Regions from separate parts of the Zea mays genome. Here region 2 is linked to region 1. The links are chromatin contacts, called in public Hi-C maps. All regions are on one chromosome and are shown on one strand. Each heading gives the region's core, a stretch centred on a gene start, on an enhancer-like site or on the middle of the called end of the contact. The rest is flanking DNA. Distances are from core to core; before and after follow the strand shown.

Region 1 (6,861 bases), core at 2,727-5,226:
ATTGTAGTATTTGAGTATAGCATGGCATTTTAGTTAGAAAGTGTTTACAAACATATCTAAAAATTGTGTATTTTAAACTATGGTTTCATCTATACCATATTTTTTTTGGGTCTAAAAAGCTTGGTCTGCACCAAAGTTTTTTTGGTGGACGCATGCTGCAGTCTTGTCCTTTCTCGTGTTAGTACCTGTCACTGTCGTATACTCGTATGTTTGGCTATCCATAGTTCTTGAGGGGCGCATGAGTGTACAACAGTTCACTCTGTAGGTGGGCATTGGGCAGTCAGATGCTCGTTGACAATGGCTTTCTTGGCTGGACCATGCAGGCACAACGGACAAATGTCCCAAGGCTAGGTTTATAGATGTACATTCGGGCCGCCCGGCCCGGCCCGGTCCGGCCCAAGCCCAAAAAGGTCCGTAATGTTTGAATTTCGGGTCGGGCCGGCCCGTTTGAATTTCGGGCCGGCCCATGGGCCTAGCCCTCGGCCCACGGCCCGGCCCGTAATTGCTTAAACGTGCCGGCCTTATTTCGGACGGCCCGAAATTATAAAAACCCGAAATTCACATTACGGCCCGAAATTCAATTTTAGGCCCGAAATTCAGTTTTTGGCCCAAAATTCACATTAGAGCCCTAAATTCAAAAAAATAATAAAACAAATAAAAGATAAGACAAATAAATTTGAACAAAATCAAGCTTAGTATTTGTATTAAAGTTACCACAGCTATGCAATGACTACCTCATTTATAAATCATTTTGTTAGAAGGAAAAAGAGTATAATCAGCTCTATACAAAGTTCGTAAGTTCAATTTATTGTCTAATGTTCATAACAAAAGCAAAATTACATCACACACTCTAAGTCAAAGCTACAAAAAACATCTAACTAGCATTATCTCTAGCTTTGTGTTATTTATCAAGTATATGAAAGTGTGGAATGAAGTGTGGTTTTAATAAATATATGGGCCTTTTCGTGCCTCTATATGGGCCATTTCGTGCCTGCCTTAAACGAGCCGTGCTCGTGCCCGCCCATGGGCCGTGACCTCGGCCCAAACCCGGCCCGATATAACGGGCCGTGCCGGCCCGGCACTAAATTATTTCGGGCCGTGCCGTGCCGTGCCGTGCCTGGGCCGTGCTTTTTTCCGTGCTTCGGGCCGGTCCACCAGGCCCGGCCCAAATGTACACCTATAGCTAGGTTGATGGTACCGTACTTGTGCTGAGCATGAGCGAGAGGCTGTTCACCCCTGACTGTGCGCGCAGTGGTCGTAGGTAGAGATGACAACCAGAATTTCTCCGTCGGAGAATGGCTCCTCATCTTCGTCCTCGTGAAGAGAAAAATTCACCGTCCCTGCGAATGCTTATGGGTGAGTTTTTTCTCCCATCCCGACCCCTATCGAGAAATTTATCCCCATACGAAATTTGCCCCGCTAGAAGTATCGACATTTAAAGATAAATTTAAATTGATTGTATCATATTAATACAAATTTAACAAACAAAATTGGAAATTACAAGTGACATATACTTTAGAGTTTAGTTTGTTATTTTATAACATGTCATGCACTGAGTTTACTATAATTTTAACAAGTAAATAGACTAACTTGGATAAAAAAAGTTTCATAGGGCGGGTACACGAGGAACAGGGACGAGAATGCTTCCCCATTCCCGTCCCTGCGAACCCAACGGAGATTAAATTTTTTCCATTTAGATCCCCGTGGGGACTAAATAAGTCTCATACTCGTCCCTAGGAGAATTCTCCGCGGAGAATCGAGGATCAAGTCCCTATTATCATCTCTAGTGGTACGCAGTACTGGACTACTGCTACCTAGCGCTACTTGCACCATTAGGATCCTAGAAAACGGCTGAAACGCACAAAATCCTACGCCCTGCTGAAGAGCTACTGCCTACTGACCGCAGAGCTCTGCTGTGAGTGTGTGTAGAATTCAGTTCTTGTATAGATGGATTGGATGATTATGACCTAGCCATGGTTGACCCTATGTGAGTTAGTTCGAATGCCAAGAAACATGCATTGTTTGTTTCAGTTTTTTTCAGTATCTAACCACTAAAAACTACCGCGGACCGACAAACATCTAATTTTTCAGCATGTTTTTTTATAAAAATCGATTTGGTAAACCATCCAAAATTAACATAAACACATAATCAGTCTAGTCGTTGTAACAATAAAAATCTGTCACTTTATAGATCTTGAACCCTATAGATACCTTAATCTTCCACCGTATGTAATCTCAACGATACTTATATTTTCTCCATAGCTAGATTCTTCTCACAACAAAATTATCAGAAAAAAATAGTCAGAAAAAAGCCGAACTAAACGGACCTACCGATTTAGTTGTGCTTGGTTCTGAATCATTTCGTCCTCGGTGGCATGTTTTTAGGAATTTGCTTGTGCTTGTTACCCTGCAGTCTGTGTTGACAGTTCAATTCCTCTTGATAATCTTGATTGATAGGCTTTAGACGCGAGAGTGGTCATGTTCAAGAAGGAACGGTTAGTTGTTTCTTGGTACTTGCCTTGTCGATGTGGATCATATTTAAGTTCGATCAGTTATGCAACATAATACTCCCTCTATCTTAGAAAATAAGATGCACATATTTTTAGAAAAAGTCAACGTTTTAAAACTTTGATCAACAATTTAGCAAAAAAAAAAATATATGTTTTTAGAGTAGGCATGTTATATATTTAAATTTATATTTAAAAATACTTTAGTATGATGTTTAATTTGCATTCGTTGATATCATATTTTTAAAAAAAACTAATGGTCAAAGTTTCACTTTAAATACTCTTCCGAAAAAATATGTCTTTTTTGATAGAGAAAGTAGTATTTATAATTGGCCTTATAATTGACCTTGAACAAATACAAGACTGTACGGTCTGGTTTTTTGGAGGTGGGTGGGGGGAGGGGGTGTTGTATTTGTACGTTAAACTCGAGACTCTTGCAGACGATCCTCTGGCGTAGATGTCCTGAGAACTTGACTGAAAGATGATATCAACGCACCCCAAAGCAGCTGCCGTGCCAGACAGAGACAGCGCGGCAGTTTGTATATACAATAACGCTAATCCTTGTTGCCGTGCCTCTAAATTTCTGCTAGTCAACGCTGCGTCCAAGAATGTCCGACGAAACAAACATTGTATATATAGGGCGTGTTCGGCTGGCTACAAGCCGACACTGTTGCAGCTGTTTGGATTGCTGCAGCTGCAATCCATAGAGAGAAAAATACTGTAGAAGCCGCAGCCGCAGCCGGATTGCAGCCGCAGCAAGCCGCAGCGAACAAGCTGATAATACGAGGCCTCATTTGACCGGGAGACCTGTAACATATATGTCTGGACGCCTGCAAGAACGTGCTTACTCCATTTCGTGGGTTCAGCACTCAAGGCTAGCCGTCTCAACAAGGACGTACACTCCATTTCAATTTGCCGCCGCAAGAAACTAGTAGCCGTCTGAAGAACATAGCACTCCGTATGCGTCAGCACCAACCAGCCGCCTTCGCTTTGCTTTGACCTCACTCTTCGGTTACCTAGACATCCAACAACAACCACAGGTAGGTAGATGCGCCATCGCCGTATGTGCCTTGAGCACCTAGTATGGTTTACTACTACTATATATGGTAGCAGAACGGAGCTACTTGTCTTTCTCCCTTAGATTCTACTCAAGTTTCGGTAAAAGATGGTGTAACTTTTCGCTCAGCTTCAACTTCAACCTAAGCGAAGCTCTGCCTTTTTTTAAAAAAAAAACTCTGAATCTGAATTACATATGACAATGTTTCGATCAGTATTACAGTTCAGACCAGGGGCCCAGGCAAAAGGAGCAGAAAACGAGAGACGGCAGCACAGAAAGGTCGCCGCTGACAGAGCTATTCAGGTAGTAAAGCCTACGCGTGACACGCAGAGAAGAAACAGACAAGAACAGTCTTGGCTGTGTCGAGCTGCTACTGCTATAGGGAGTAGAGATAGCCTTTAGAGACGTCGCTTCATATCTGCAACAGACACCGGGACCCCCCTCAAGTCGTCCCTTCCTTTTCTCGCAACCCCCTCCTCTCCTCTCCGTTCTCCACTCACCACTCACCAGGCTCCAGCAGTTGAATAAATAAATAATCTGCTATCTTGCTCTCGATCACTCCAACTCTGCAAAGAGCGTTTGCTTTTGCTGGTAGTCCCTCCCAGTTTTAGTTTATAAGACGAGTTCAAGAGGAGTTACAGTCCAGTAGTCATATCTTGAACAAGAGTCACAGCAGCGGCTTTGCTTCTCTTTTGTTCTCTAGCATCTGTCCATGATTGTTCATGGGGGGTGGGGAGGTGCTGGCATGGACTTTTGGGCATTTACTGATCCCCTCATTCTCAAGATGCATGCAGCAAGTCGAGAACTGGAGGTGGCGATAAATGCCTCAACAAGTCAAGAGGAGAGAGAAACCTGCAGCGTCTGTTCAGCATCTTTTTTTGCTTGTTTGCATTTATTATTTCGACGTCTGTAAGGGAGTGAGACATCCGAGGTTCTAGAGGAGACGCATTGCAGCACAAGGCTTGGGGAGAATTGAGTTTTTAGTTTCTCTTTTTGGTCGTGGCGCGGGGACATGAAGAGCGGCACCGCCTCCGCGCCCAGCGGCGGCGGCGGCGGCCTGGCGATCACCGAGCGGCAGAAGCCGGCGCCGTCGCGCGTGGCGGCGCTGTTCCAGATGTTCGCCAAGAGGAAGCTCTTCTCCTCGTCCTCCAAGAAGAGCAAGCTGCTGCCCCCAGGTGAGTTGAGATCGCGACGGTACTGCGTTGTCCTTTCTCCGCGCAAACAATCCCCTTCCCCCCCTTCGTGGTTCGTGCAACTATGCGAATCCGCCGCTTTTCGTAAGCTTTCGTCTCCGGTGTTTCAGTGCGCGCGCACAAGTTCTCTCCTGGGAGACCGCTGGCCGGCGGCGACAAGACGAGGCCCCTTCTGGTACGGCACACTCACCCCGTTTTATTTTTCTTCGTCTTAGATGTTTTGGTGGTGAAACGGCACTCTTCCTTCGAATTTCTGTTTTTGAATTTGTGATGAACTCGCCATGATATCTTGGGACCTCTGGTTTCTGCAACAATCTATGGCTGAAGTGCCAAATTCTCCTGCCCCCCGAGACATTTTACCGTTCGTTTTGTTCCCCAATAGCTCTAAACTCTTTCATGTTTTTTCCCCTTCAGATTGATTCTGCAGATTACTCAAGAAGCAGAACTGAATGCAACGGCACCAGTCACTACCCACAGCCACAACCTGGCCAAGACAGAAACTGCAGCGAGAATGGAATGCGTGCTCCCGGGGTGGTTGCCCGGCTGATGGGTCTGAGCTCGATGCCGGCTGCTGCGAGCCATCAACGGCAGACCAGAGCCACCACAAACTCCCCTGAACCCGGTGACCACTGGAATTCAGGCCGTCAAGATCGGTCTGGTTCGTCTCGTGGCATATACACATCACCTCAGCAGCAGCAGCAGCAGAAGACAAGGCAGCAGCCCGTAGACGATCGGCACCATGGCAATGCAGGTCAGTTCAGTGCTCCAGATACACGGCCATTGTGGCCACGAAGGCATGCACACAGAGCAGCCTCGCCTGTCAAGAGCCCAAGGTCATTGTCAAGCAGGAACAGGGCTCGGCTGATCGAAGCAGCGGTCAGGGTTCTGGAGCCTGGTTTGCAGTCCAGGAACCGCCGTCTCTCTAAGAGGCATGCGTATCTGGAATACCCATGCAGCAACGGTGATGGTGCGCCCAGTTCTGCTGCTGCTGCTGCTGTCCGACATAATGTCTCCGATCAGTTCTTGAGAAATATTTGTGATGCTGACATACCGGCATCAGGTGCTCACAATCTAGGAGCTGCCTCTCTGCACAACTCTATTTCTAATCGGAGGACTGAAGAAGATACTTGTAAGAAGAGCATTCCACCGAGTAGGAGGTCAGACCAGAGCACATCATGTCAGTTGCAACCTGAGTACTTGCTCATCGGCTCAACTGAGAAGGCCGCTGGATTCGCTGATACAAACCAAGACGCACCGAGAGAACAGCTGAAGAGCAACATATCCCGGGACAGTGCTCCTCGTGGCCCTCTCAAGCAAAACAACCTGAAGCAGAATGCACTGCCCGCGGCAGATCCAGGGTGTGTGATACAAAGCAAGAAGCATGGAAGCGGGGAGCGAAACGTGAGAAACAGAACCCAGGACTTCGTTTCTCTGAACAAAAGGATGGATGGCAGTGCGTCTTTGAGGTCGAAAAGAAAGGCGCTTGATAGATTCGGCGAGCCACGTTGTAGTGCAGAGGACAGGAACATGATGAGCACGAAAGGTTGCCGAGCCAGCAGCCTTCATGGTGGAACCTCTAACAAGCTGGAGCTGAGGACTGGAACACCAAAAGCTATGGTAACTGCAAAAGGAGCAGGGTTAATCAGCGAGAAGCCGAAGCCTGCCAGTCCAAACCGTGCAAGAAGTGGTTTACAGAGACAGACAGTGCCACACAACGTTTCAAGGGCTAACAAAGAACCAGGCACCATCTCTCTCACTTCCGGTTCACCGGTGAAAGCTGCGCGTGGTGACAGTGCTAGTGGAACTGGAGCTGGTACCGCTGTTCAAGTTGATAGTTGCCCTGAGAGACGCTCTCGTAGAGACTGTCAGAAGACGTGTCCTCAAGGAGAGATAGTTTTCTGGGAAGATTTGAAGCGCACATCAAATCCGTCGCACACTGAACCCGGGTTCTCCAGCCAAGATGAAGTGAAGAATAGAGTGATTCTTGGTGGTACAGCAGCCTCTTCTTTGTCTGGGAAGAAGAGTGGTGGCCAAGTTACAGAGGAATCCTTAAGTGAGGGACTGCTCAGGCAGCGCAACTCGCTGGACTGTGCGGTTTACGACA
Region 2 (7,098 bases), core at 4,491-6,990, 140 kb before region 1:
GACCCCCCCGTAGGGACTAGGATCACAGCTAGCTCCTGCAGGATGTCAACGCGAGGCGCAGGCCTAGGGGGATCGTCATCCTCCGGTATACCAAGGTGGTTGCCTTCGTCGTGACCCCCTAGATCGACGTGGAAACATTCGCGACTTGTGCCACAACCCTCGTCGTCAAGGCTGTGGCCATCATCGGAGCAATCGGAGAGGCAGTAGTCACATGCGGTCATGAAGTCTCGCATGGCACTGGGATTACCGAGCCCAGAGAAATCCCAACCAGAGTCGGGCTCGTCTTCTTCCTCGGAACCTGGGGGCCCGTAGGTCGAGACGACCGTCAGTCGGTCCCAGGTTGACCACATATGGTACCCCGGAAGGTTAGGATATGCCTTTATGAAAGCGCTCACCGAAGCGGGGTCACTTGGTGGATCGAAGCTGAATCTAAAAGGCACAGGGTGGAAAACGGACGGTACCTCTCGATCGATGGACGGTGACGAAGTCGCGTCGGGGTCGGACTTCACCGTTATCTCAGGTACGAGGCTAACACCCAGCAAGCCCTCCGCGAGCGTGCTGGCGTCATCTGTCCGTTTGGGGTTGGCATGTTGCGGGGAAACGACACCTGTCGTTGTCTCAAGCGCGAGGAGAACGCCCGACATGTCCCCCGCTGGGGTGCCAGCGTCGTCGACTCGCTCGACAGCTGACGAGGTGCCGCCTCCTGCCTGGCCACGGTTGCCCCACCTCCTCCTCCTGTGGCGAGGAAGGGGACGGGACAAACTCAAATGCTGCCCTTCCGCCACAGGGGGAAGACGTCGTCGATTCCACCACCGTCGGGCGAGCTGACGGCTGTCGTTGTCGCTGCCGCGCTGCGGGGGGAGGAGCATCATGTCATAGCTGCCGTCGAGGGACATGAACTCGAGACTCCCGAAATGGAGCAGCGTCCCGGGCTGAAGAGGTTGCTGGAGACTACCCATCTGGAACTCAACGGGAAGTTGCTCGTCAACACGCAGCAGGCCCCTACCTGGCGCACCAACTGTCGGCGTTTCGACCCCGGGGGGTCCCTGGACCGACGAGTAAAATTGTCGCTGCGTGCCCCAGCCCAGATGGGTTGGTGCGTGACAGGACACAAGGGGGCAAAACCGCGGCTCGTGTTATCCTGCGCCAAGGGGGTGCGCTTGCAGTAGGGGTTACAAGCGTTCGCGAGGGAGAGAGAGAGAGTGTGAGCCGGTTCGCTAGCTCGTCCTCCCGCGCGACGACCCTCTCGCATGAGGGCCCTGGACCTTCCCTTTATAGATGCAAGGAGAGGGTCCAGGTGTATAATGGGGGCGTAGCTATGCGCTAACGTGTCCGGCAGAGAGGTGCCTGAGCCCTGTGTAAGCGATGTCGTGGCCGTCGGAGGAGCGCTTGAGCCCTGTAGAAGCACAACTGTCGGGGCTGCTAGGACCTTGCTGACGTCTCCTTGCTTCCGTAGGGGGCTGAGAACCGCCGTCGTCATGGACGCACGCGGGGAGCCATCATCACTTGTTACCGGGGCGAGCCTGGATGGGACGCCGGTCTTGTTCCCCCGTAGCCTGAGCTAGCTAGGGGTAGGGTAATGATGCGTCCTCCGTGGCGCGGTCGGTCCGAGCCCGAGGTCGGGCGAGGCGGAGACTCCTCCTGAGGCCGAGGCCGGGGTTGGGCGAGGGCGCGATTCCTCCCGAGGCCGAGCCCTGGGGTCGGGCGAGGCGGAGACCACCTTCCGAGGTCGAGGTTGAGGCCAAGCCCTGGGGTCGGGCAAGGCGAAGACCACCTTCCGAGGTCGAGGTTGAGGCCGAGCCCTGGGGTCGGGCGAGGCGGAGACCACCTTCCGAGGCCGAGGCGGGGGCCGAGCTCTGGGGTCGGGCGAGGCGGAGACCTCTTCCTGAGGCCGAGGCCCAAGGTTGGGCGAGGCGAAGCTTCCTGCTGCGCCTGAGGCTGGACTTAGCTGCTATCAGCCTCACCCTGGCGGGTGGCACAACAGTCGGAGAGGGGTGAGCGGCGCTGTTTTCCTGTCAGGTCGGTCAGTGGAAGGGCGAAGTGACGGCGGTCACTTCGACCTTGCCGACTGAGGCACGCGTGTCAGGATAAGGTGTCAGGCGATCCTTGCATTGAATGTGCCAGCGATACGGTCGGTTGGTGAGGCGATTTGGCCAAGGTTGCTTCACAACGAAGCCTGCCCGAGCTGGGCTTCGGGCGAGTCGAGGGTGCGCCCGTTGCTTGAGGAGGCCCTCGGGCGAGGCGAGAATTCATCTGGGATTATTGCTCCCGCCCGAGGCTGGGCTCGGGTGAGGCGAGATCGCGTCCCTTGAGTAGACGAAGCCTTAACCTGAATTACGCCCATCAGTCTCTGCAGCTTGTGCTTATGGTGATTACCAGCCGAGTTTAGGAGTGTTGAGGTTACCCCTAATTATGGTACCCGACAAGTATCATTTAAAGAGTGGCATCATAATTATCAAGTTGAGCAGTAGAACAAATTGTTAAGCATGGTATTTATCCCAGGGTAATCAAGGAATAAGGTTTGTATTTCTAGGAAATCATATTTAGGCAAATCCCATCAAATTATGCAAATATCCGAAAAGTAAACATTATTATATGTATTACTTGGGTACAAACATAAATGCAGAGGGAGAATCCACTTGCCTTGCTCAAATGTGTCGTGTACGTCGTCTTCGAACGTATTTGGTTCGTCTACCACATAGTCAACTTCTAATACAGGTTCACATATCGTATATACAAAAGAAAACATTCACCAAATAAATAGACATACACCATTACATGAATAACATTCACCATTACATGAACAAACATATACTATTACATGTATAGACATATGCCAAACAAACCATACTTATAAAAGTGCATAGAATAAAACCTAATTCATATTCATTTTATTAATCCACTCTAACTCTACTTTGGATTGTTACTAGTGAAAGCTATATGGACATTTGACTACAAAAGTATTTTACCTAACATAGCTTAGTTGTAATGACTTAACCAATTCTACAGAAATTAATTATCAATTAATTGTTTGTATTATAAATAATGATTTCCTTTTAGTTTTATCTTTTCTTTCTAACAGAAAATGTCATTATAATTATCAGAGCTCAAAATATTTAATAATAAATTAAACCACTGATTAAACTATAATACTTGCATTATTATGAATTCTATATCACTTACTAATTCTGTGTTAAGAAAATTTTCATTGTTTATTTAGTGAGCCTAAATGAACCTATGATTATCAACTTCTAGATAAATTATAAAATTCATCATAAACCAAATTAACTATGAAATTACCTATCTAGTGTTTTAACTACTAACACGGGTCTACCAAATTTTGTCATACTTCTTTCTAATCCAACATTCTAAATCATTATAAACAAATAACATGACTAATAACAATTCATTAATTTATCGCATATATACCCAAAAATCAATAATTCACATACACATGAATTCTGAATCACAACACTCCCATATTACAACACAATAATTACAAAATTCATAAACTAATTCAAAACGTGATTTCAAAAATTAATAAAATTATTCCGGGTTGTCTTCAACCTTGTGACGAACGGACGTTGGCCTGGCACGGGGGCACAGCGCGGCGGCGAGGAACGACGGTGTGGGCGCGGTTCCGGTGAGGCACGGCCGAACAGGGGCTCGACGGGGGCGTGGTAGGGGAGGGCGCGGACAGTCCGATGCGACGACAGACGCTCCGGCACGGCTCCGCGGATGGCGGCGGCGGCTCCGTCGGTGTGCAAGGGCGAGGGAGAGAGAGGTGAGGGAGAGGCTTGGGCGAGGGGAGAGAGGTCCGGCTCGGTCGGTTTTTATAGACGACGAGGGGGAGAGGAAGGGGCGCCGAGGAGAGGGAGAGGCAGCTGGCGGCTTCAAAGCCATTAATGGCGGCGACTTTATGAGGGGAGAGGGAGTGGGGGAGAGACACGGTCGTTTCTGGCGCAGAAGAGGAGTGGGCGGCTCGGCTAGACGGACCGACGCCAGGACACGATGGCGGTGCAGCGTTTCGCCTGCGCGGGCGCGCGGCTGAGAGGGAGTGGGGGGAAGAAGAAGGGTCGCGGGGTCATGCGGGCCCACGCGCCATAGAGAAGAGAGGAGGGGAGAGGGGCGCACGCCGATGGGCCTGGTTGGACCGATTTGGCCAACCGGCGCTAGGGTTTTCTTTTTTTTCTTTTTTTCTTTTTCTCTTTTTCTCTTATCCTTGTATCCAAAAATATAAATATATATACATATATATATATATATATTTAAATATTTATAAAAATCCATAATAATTATACTAAAAATATTACAATTAAAGTATTTATTTTTTTACCAAAGTTCTCATATTAATTAATTGGGTTTTTATATAAAAGAAATTTTACAAAAACAAGCATCAATCAATTATGAACAAACAAAAATCATTCCAAAGATGAATAAAATCAAATACTTGATTTAAAAATTTCCTTACTATATTCTCTACTATAATTTAAATGCATTATTTTTAGTTGATGGTTTCTGAGCACCGGGTGGCTCGCAGCATGAGCAGGTGGACACCATTGCACGGCGAGAAGCAGTCCCCGAGCTGGTACCCCAAATCTCGGGCCATCCAACATGGCTAGGCTAGGCGCGGATGGGCCCTCCTCCGGTGCGCGACGCGGCCCTAGCGCAACAAGGGTGCAGGCCCTATCGACGGTGCCGGCGTGCGACGGGATGGGTGCGGGAGACAAGGCTGCGAGCCATACTGCAGACTATATGCCTGTTTGGTTCAGCTTTTTTCTGACCAGCTTTTCTGAGAATCTGGCTGTGGAGAGAATTTGGCTGTGGGAAGAATCTGAGTATTGTGTGGATTACGTGCAGAGAAAGATGAAGTGGTCCAAAGGGTTTAGGATCTAGAAAGCAACAGATTCCTACTATCGTGAAGATTCGGCCGATTTTGTGTTCATGTTGATTTTGGACGGTTTTTACCAAAGCGATTCTTATAGAAGCTGGCTGAAAAGCTGAGGCGTTTGGCAATCTGCAACAGTTTTTGGTGGCCAGAAGCTGGAAAAAGCTCAAACAAACAGGGGCTATGGCGTGCGGGGCACTGGACCCGCTGTTCCCAACACCGGCGATGCGCCCCGGATATTTGACCGCTACATCGGTGACTCCTTCGGGGCTAGTGGCACGATGACGTCGTTCTTGTGGGAGGTTGCGGCTTCTACAGGAAGCCTGAATTTTTTTTGCCGCTAAGAGTAGAACCAATCTACCGATGAAAAATACCATACCATTCGATTGAGTAGAGGAATCAAAGTCTGTCGTGTACGACAGTTCGGCTAGGCCGAGAGACCTACCAGTTTGACGAAGAATCAGTGCAGATTGGATCCGTAGTAACATCGAGGTAGAGTGTGCTGATAACGTGTTGAATAACTACGTTAACACGGATCACCAGATACACTCTCTTCCCTTCCGTCAGTAGATTAGGCGCGGAGAAGGTGTAGATCATGTTTCCCTTTCCACGAGCACGACAGTAAAAACGCACAGAAGACACGATGTATGGTTGGGTCTATGACCTCTTTCTCTTCTCTTCTCTTATAATGAGGTACATATTCCTTTATATGGAGACGTGAGATTCCTCAAATGTATAAGTGGTATTTTCCCACATAATCTAACTAGGGTTTCTTAACAAGATAGGTCTGTTTCTAGACTGTGTTAATGGGCTTTAATTATTTTCGTTGAGGTCGAGCACACAACGTGGAGCCCGGTTGGGCTTCAACTAGAAAATAAAAAATAACCCATCTCATCTCAGCCCAACCACACTGATCCACCACCCTCCCTCTAGTTGAGATACTGCCGCCGCCGCCGCCCCGCCCAACGCCAGGTGCCGAGGCCTTCGCCGGCGAAGAGCGCCGACCGGGTATTCACACCCCCTTCTCTTCCCTGGCTGCTATGCAAAAGACCGAGCGCCTACTAGCTTACTTCTAATTTTGTTCTTCTTGTGTCTGAAGTACGAGATCGAGGAAGACGGCCATGTTCTCATCCGCCCGCCTTGCCCTACGCCGAGCTGCCTCTCTTGGGGCGGGCCTCTGCCGCGCCGCGGAGGATCCCTTTTCGCGAAGGTTTCTCCATGGGCAGCTCCTCCCACGTTCCTTTGCCTCAGATGCATCGGGACACAACAGGGTATCTCTATATCAACCCAACTCTCTTGATTGATTTCGTTCTCGATCTATTTGGTTAATCAAGGAGACCATGCATCTAGCCCCAGGTAACAGGGACTAAATTTTAGTCCATGTCAAACATCCGATTAAATATTGTCTAATTACAAAACTAAATTCATAGATTAGGACTAAGTGGAAAAACGAATCTATTAAGCCTAATTAGTATATGATTCGTCTATATGATGCTAAAGTAAACATTTGCTAAATATGGATTAATTAGTCTTAATAAATTTGTATCGTTGTTTAGTCTTTATCTGTGTAATTAGTTTTGTAAGTAGACTATATTTAATATTTGTAACTGGTATTCAAACATCCGGAGAGACTAAACTTTAGTCATGGGAACCAAACACCCCTATTTAATTCCCCCCATTTTGTGATAAAAGATAGAGTTGCCCTCTTTTCGCCATCTAGCAGTATGTAGTGTACGTTGAATTGAAATAAGATTTATTATTGTATGAGTTGGGGACTTTTTTATGGGTTAGGGATTTTTCTGTGGCGTATTTTTTCATGAAATACAATTTGATTCCATCCTATTCACAAAAGCATTGACTTTTCTGCCACTTGTGGCCAATTTCCCTGATGCTACAGCCTACGGCTGTTGGTGATAGTATTGATTAATGTTCAATCCCTTGCATAATATTTCATATAGTTGTAGGTTTCTCATACGGTCATACCTCCAAACCTACACAGGTGCTCACGAATACCCTAGTCGTATACACATGAAAAGTAACTATAAGCTGTTGCGTTGCAGCTTGAAATTGAGATGATAATATTAGGAAGCATGTACTCCTTCCGTTCCCTATCTTAAGATCGTGAAGGTTTGTCCTAATTCAAAATTTTGAAACTTTGACCAACAATATCTATAAAAATAATTATTTTTAAATTTACAAAAACTATATAT

Evidence for each region. Hi-C and Micro-C count contacts between places; a contact is called where the count stands out from the background.
Region 2: a contact with region 1 is called in a Hi-C map of bundle sheath, with 4 times the contacts expected there. The contact joins the promoter of LOC100282151 here to the promoter of LOC103635295 in region 1. A contact is called at or near these places in 6 of 25 Hi-C or Micro-C datasets (bundle sheath, ear, leaf and 1 more).

Annotation. Positions count from the first base shown.
Region 1 is chr8:66,366,651-66,373,511 of Zm-B73-REFERENCE-NAM-5.0, reverse strand. It overlaps LOC103635295, which reads left to right and starts at 3,976. Exons shown (of 5, transcript XM_008657787.4): 1 at 3,976-4,739; 2 at 4,868-4,932; 3 at 5,172-6,861. The coding sequence starts at 4,577.
Region 2 is chr8:66,507,498-66,514,595 of Zm-B73-REFERENCE-NAM-5.0, reverse strand. LOC100282151 (ribosomal protein S11 containing protein) reads left to right here and starts at 5,740. Exons shown (of 3, transcript NM_001155063.2): 1 at 5,740-6,159. The coding sequence starts at 6,010.